2 separate regions of the Sus scrofa genome follow, and region 2 is linked to region 1. The links are chromatin contacts, called in public Hi-C maps. All regions are on one chromosome and are shown on one strand. The core of a region is the stretch at or near the end of the contact, and the rest is flanking DNA. Distances in the headings are between cores, read along the strand shown.

Region 1 (2,753 bases), core at 95-2,594:
AGCAGGCACCACTATGGATGTTAAGACCACAGGTGTGAACGAGAGCGACAAGGTCCCGCTCTCATGGAATTTACAGACTCAGAGCCAAGAGTCCAAGACAGACAATTAACACGTTAAAATAACTTCAGGTTGGAATTAGCAGGTTGGGTAGGCAGATATTAACTGCTAGCAGCCACTTTAGTGAGGGCCATCAGGGAACAACTCTCTCAAGAGGAGACACTTCAAGATCTGGTTCGTGTAAAGCCCTTACATTGAGCTTTCTTTGCACAAGCTAAGAATTCATCTCGGCTCCACTCTTTGCTGGGCGAATCTGAACAAGCTGTTTCAGTTTCCTTGTAAAATTCAGACACTGACACTTCCTACCAGGAAGGGTTCCAGTGAGGATCATGTTTTAAGTAAAGCACCTAGAACTGTAGCTCGTACAGAGTAAGTTGTTAGCTTTGACTACCTTTAGCCTAAATAACATAATTCTTCCTTCCTCCCTCTCACTTAGGTCGACGGTTCCTAATTTCCCATATCTCAGTTTTCTGCTTCGTGAAATGAGGATGTGGCAGTCCAGCACATCCTGCGGTGGCAGAAAGCGGGGAGCTGCAGCTGAGCTGAGCTCAAGGCAGAAATGCCAAAGCTGCGGCTCATCCGAGGATGGGAGACCCTCTCTGCGTCTCCCTATGGTTCTTTTCACGCGCCCTCTGCCCGCGAAGAAAAAACGGTCCACGCCGAGTGGTCTCAGAAGCAAATCCCCGCCCGCTGGCCGCTGCAGAGCCAGCCTCAAGCTCCACTGCCAAGGAAACCTCGCGTCCCTGGGTGGTCCCGCCCCTCTGGCCGTTGTCCCGCGATTGTCCGCCCCGTGGACCCCGGAGACTCCACGCTCCTCACCCGGGAGACGCTTTCCTCGCCGCCCAGGGTCAGCAGCATCTTGGACACGTCGCGCACCAGGCCCGGGTACTCCACACACACCATGCGCCGCTCGTGCCGCAGGTCCACCGAGACGGCGCCCCCCTGCCCCGCGTCGGCCGCCGCCGCCATCCCTGCCAGTCTAGTCGGGTCCGCCGCGGTCCGTTCCTGTCCTCGCGCTCCCAGAGGCCTCGCCCCAAAGGTTCCGCGAAGGAATCGTTCCGGCCTCCTCCTGGCTCGCGCCTCCCCAAATCCCTGAGTTGCGCGAGGCTCGAAGTCCTCAGGGAGCAAAGGCCCGAAGGAAGGGCCTAAGACTTCGGAGTTAACACCCGCTGGATCCTCAACTTTGTGTTTTAAATGAAGAGGGTTGGAGCCCAAGGGGCGGGGTAAGGGCCTGTCTCTCCCACCAACCCGAGGGACGGCGACGCTTGTAAGACACCACCCAGCCCTCGACTTTAGCCAATGAGAACCCGAGGGCCGAGCCGAGCTTTTTAGCCAATGAAGAGTCAAGACGAAGCCGGGTTTCCGCCCCCTTCCTTGGCTCCCTTAGGTTTTAGCCAATAATGAACCAGGGTTAGGTTGGGTCCCCGCCCCTTCCTGGGATTTAACCCAATAATAGATGGGGGCGTGTCCGAAGCAAACTTCCGGCCGCTCTTCCTGCGTGGAAAGGTCCCAGTAAGCAATGGGTTTCCGGACCCCGGGTCCGCCAAGTGGGTTTCCTCCCGGGTGGGTTCCCTCCCTTTCCCGCTGACCGCCCCAGAATGTGGTTTTTAGCGGCGCACGGAGGCCGCGAGGAGTCCGATCTGGACATGGAGAGCGCGATCTGGAAATGCACTTTGAATGCTTGCCCACCTCCACTCTCAGAAAACGCGGAAGCGCTCCCCGCGCGGACTAAGGCGGGCGTCCGTCCTTCGTTTCTTAGTTATTTAGCGCCTGCTGTGTGCTGGGCACCACTCAAACCTCACCGAAGCATGAAGTGAGGAGACCCCGAAGCGAGCGACTGGGGGCCGTTCTAGGAAGTGACAAAAAGCGAAACTTGAAGGAGCAAAGTGGAGGGAGATGAAGGGTCAGAGGTCGACAAAGGCCAAACAGATCCTTAAAACGATTTACCTAACGGGTTGGCTTTTTCTGAGTGCAATGGAGAGCCCTTGAAGGGTTTTGTGCTGGGAGTGCGGGAATCTGATTTATGCATTTGACTCTTTGGCTGTTTCCTTGGCGTTGTTTGTTTATGTTTTAGCGGTGCCTGTGGCATGTGGAAGTCCCCAAGCCTGAACTCGAACCCAAGCCACAGCAGTGACAACCCTGAACCCTTCACTGCTAGGCCACCAGGGAACTCCTCTGTGGCTGTTGTGTAGAGAATAGACCAGAGACACCAAAAGCAGACTCAGATAAACCACCGGAGAGAGGTTGCATAATCCAGGCACGAAATGCTGCCGGGGGAAGTGGCAGTGAGGATGGAAAGAAGGGACTGGATTCGAGGACGTTAGGAGATAAAAGAGACTCCTTGGGAATGGATACCCCACGTTTCTGAAATGACTCCTGAATCAAAAAGTTATGTTATTATTCTAGATGGATTTAAGAAGGCCGAATAAATGACTGCAGGGACCACTAAATACATTTTTTAAAGAAAAATGTGTAATCTGAATGTGAGGTATATGTCATCGGCTGGGAGCCTGAAAGGAAGCCCACTCAGATCGCTGGGAGGAGTCCACCAGCAGCACATGGTGGAGGAGCTGGAGGAGGCCAGGCACAAGGGCTTCGCAGTCCTTGACCTGCCTTCTCCAGCCGGAACTTGCCTGCTCCACTGGGGAAGAAGATTCTGTGCAGTGCAGCCAAGAGAATTCTCCGGAATTTTCCAT
Region 2 (2,753 bases), core at 67-2,566, 330 kb before region 1:
TGTTGACACAGCTGGGATTCAATCCCTGGCCCAGGAACTTCCATATGCCACGGGTGCAGCCATGAAAAAAATAAATAAAAAAATAAAAACAAAAAGCAGTGTGAGGTGGTCACACGATTGGACACACACTCAATGGGCAAATGTGCAGAATAACATGGGATGAGAAGGACCAGACACTGCACTGCCGCAGGGTGAGGCTCTTCTCTGAAAACGTCCAAGGAGAGAGTGGGAAATAGCGATTCAGTTATTTTTTGAGGCTGGGCTTCCAGGGAATTTTCACTTTCTGTTTTTCTTTCTTTTCTTTTTTTGTCTTTTTAGGGCCACACCCGAGGCTTATGGAAGTTCCCAATCTAGGCGTGGAATCAGAGCTGTAGCTGCCGGTCTGTGCCACACACGTGCAGCAACATAGGGTCCAAGTCACATCTTCAACCTACACCATGGCTCATGGCAATGCCAGATCCTTAACCCACAGAGCGAGGCCAGGGATCAAACCTGCATCCTCATGGATGCTAGACAGATTCGTTTCTACTAAGCCACAATGGAAACGCCCCGCTTTTCCTATTTTTAAACGTTATCTTATTACTTGAATGATTTGCTATAAGCCCAAGTTATTTCTGTGGTCATAAACGTGAAAAACCCAAGTCTCGGCCACTGGCACGGTCACCCCTGGCTCCCCCTCCTTTACGCCACACCCTCGTCTGTGGCTGTCCTGGATACTCTGGAGCCTGATTTCATCACATCAAGGGCGACGCGAGTCGGCAGGCAGAGAGGGAGTCGAGCGCAAGGCGGAGGCCACAGCCTACTTTTGGAAGGAGACGAGTGTTCCCTGTGTGGCCTTTGCGAGTCACAGCGCTTCTCTGAGCCTCAGCTTCCTTCCTGCCCAGTAGCAGCCGGGACCCGGTGGGAGGCTGTCTGCACCACAGTGCTGGTACCCAGCTCGGACCCCCACGTGGACACAGACGAACAGGGAAGGGCTCTGCCTCCAGGCCCCGCACGACCTTCAAACGGCTTCCTCCCTGATGGGTTCCCATCTTCTCGGCGAGCCCCGGGGCCTCCAAGGGCGCAGGAAGGGCCTGCGACTTCCAGGGAAAACCCTGCCGCCCCGCCTGGGTTACTCCGCCCGGCGCGGGAGGCCGCGCCCCGGCAAAGTCCGACCACCCCGCCCCGGCGCCATGCTCAGCACCGGAGCCTGCCCGGGGAAAGCCCGGCGGCCCCACCCCAGCTCCGCGCCTGCATCCTCAGCATCCGCACGGCTCGCGGCCACCCCATTGGCCCGCGCCCGCTCTGCAGGGCCGCCCCGCAGCCAATCGCCTTCGGGGGGCGGAGCTGTGGGCCTGGCCGTGAGCTCCGAGCCGCTGCAGCCCGAGGCGCCTCCGGCCAGAACAGCCCGGCCCCTCGGCGGCGGCGCACCTTGACGGGAGAGGCGGGCCATGCAGGAGCCGCTGCTGGGAGCCGAGGGCCCGGACTATGACACCTTCCCCGAGAAGCCGCCCCCGTCACCAGGGGAGAGGACGCGAGTCGGGTGAGAGTCGCTCGGCATGGGGGCTGCGGGTGGAGGCTGGGGATGGCCCTGGTACCCTCCAGTCGGCGGCTGGCGCCCACCTTGGGCCTTCACTGACCTTCAGTGAGTGGCTGGGCCATCTGGTCCCTTCCTGTCCCAGACACTCTAGTCCTGTTTAAGGAGCTGGTCTCCCGAGTACTGGGCCTGGCCCCTAGTTGGCAGAAACAGGGCGAATGAGGCCCAGAGAGGGCGAGGGGCTTGCCTAAGGTCACACAGCAAGCCATGGATGGCAAAGCTGGGAGGAGAAACCAAGCCTCCTCTTCTGAGAAACAGCACTCCAGCACCGGGGTCTCGGCCACGGCGATGGGGACTGTCCTCCCGCTCTGGCGACTTCCCAAGGAAGCCGGTGCTCAGGCTTGAGAGGTGGCCGTCTGACCGTCTGGGCTCAGCCCTCCCCAGCACTGCCCTTGGAGTGGGTAGCCGTTGTGCTCTGTTAGCTGAGGAGGGACTCCAAAATCCTCATCCCTCTACACCCCCCTCCCCAGGGTCCTGCAGAGCAAGAGGGTGTTGCTGGCAGCCTTCGCCGCTGTGCTGGGCAACTTCAGTTTCGGGTACTCCCTGGTCTATGCGTCCCCTGTCATCCCCGCCCTGGAGCACTCCTTGGATCCAAACCTGAGTCTGACCAAAACCCAGGCATCCTGGTTTGGGGTAAGAGCCATGCTGCGAGCTGGGGAGGGGGAGGGCAGGGGGCCCACTGAGCTCTGTCCCCAGCTGGGAACCCCCTGAAAGCTCAGCCTTGGGACCCCCTCTGGGGCCCCGATGTGCCCCTCCCCCACCCATCCCAGGCTGGGGGGCAGGGCCAGAGAATGGCCCTGAAATAAAAAGAGGAAGTAGAAGATGACGGAGGAGAAGGGGTGGGAAGGAGCAGGTGGGGAGACGTCCTCAAGGCCTCGGCTGGGTCAGGTTGAGTGGAGACCCCCCCCCACGCACACCGGGAGCCTCCCTGGATGAGGAGAGGCAGGGCCATCAGGTACCAATGGAAAGAGCGCAGCTGGGCCAAGAGGGGGGGGGTCCCAGGACACCTGGTTAGGAGGAGCAGAGGTCCCCAGAGTCCCAGGATTCTGGAATTGCAATCTTAGCAGCCTCAGATTTACAACTACGACCAATTAGCTGAGATCTAACACCCAACGTGAACTGTGCATTCAGTATGTGCCAGGCCTGTGCTGGGCACTTTCCATGCGAGCCAGTTCAC

Evidence for each region. A called contact is a pair of places that touch in the nucleus more often than the background predicts.
Region 2: a Hi-C map of embryonic fibroblasts shows a contact between it and region 1, with 4 times the contacts expected there. The contact joins the promoter of SLC2A6 here to the promoter of GTF3C5 in region 1. A contact is called at or near these places in 1 of 5 promoter capture datasets (liver) and 1 of 47 Hi-C or Micro-C datasets (embryonic fibroblasts).

The regions. Positions count from the first base shown.
Region 1 is chr1:272,742,118-272,744,870 of Sscrofa11.1, reverse strand. It overlaps GTF3C5 (general transcription factor 3C polypeptide 5), which reads right to left and starts at 1,344. Exons shown (of 11, transcript XM_021070913.1): 1 at 877-1,344. The coding sequence starts at 1,026.
Region 2 is chr1:273,074,018-273,076,770 of Sscrofa11.1, reverse strand. It overlaps SLC2A6 (solute carrier family 2, facilitated glucose transporter member 6), which reads left to right and starts at 1,316. Exons shown (of 10, transcript XM_003353701.4): 1 at 1,316-1,522; 2 at 2,047-2,209. The coding sequence starts at 1,431.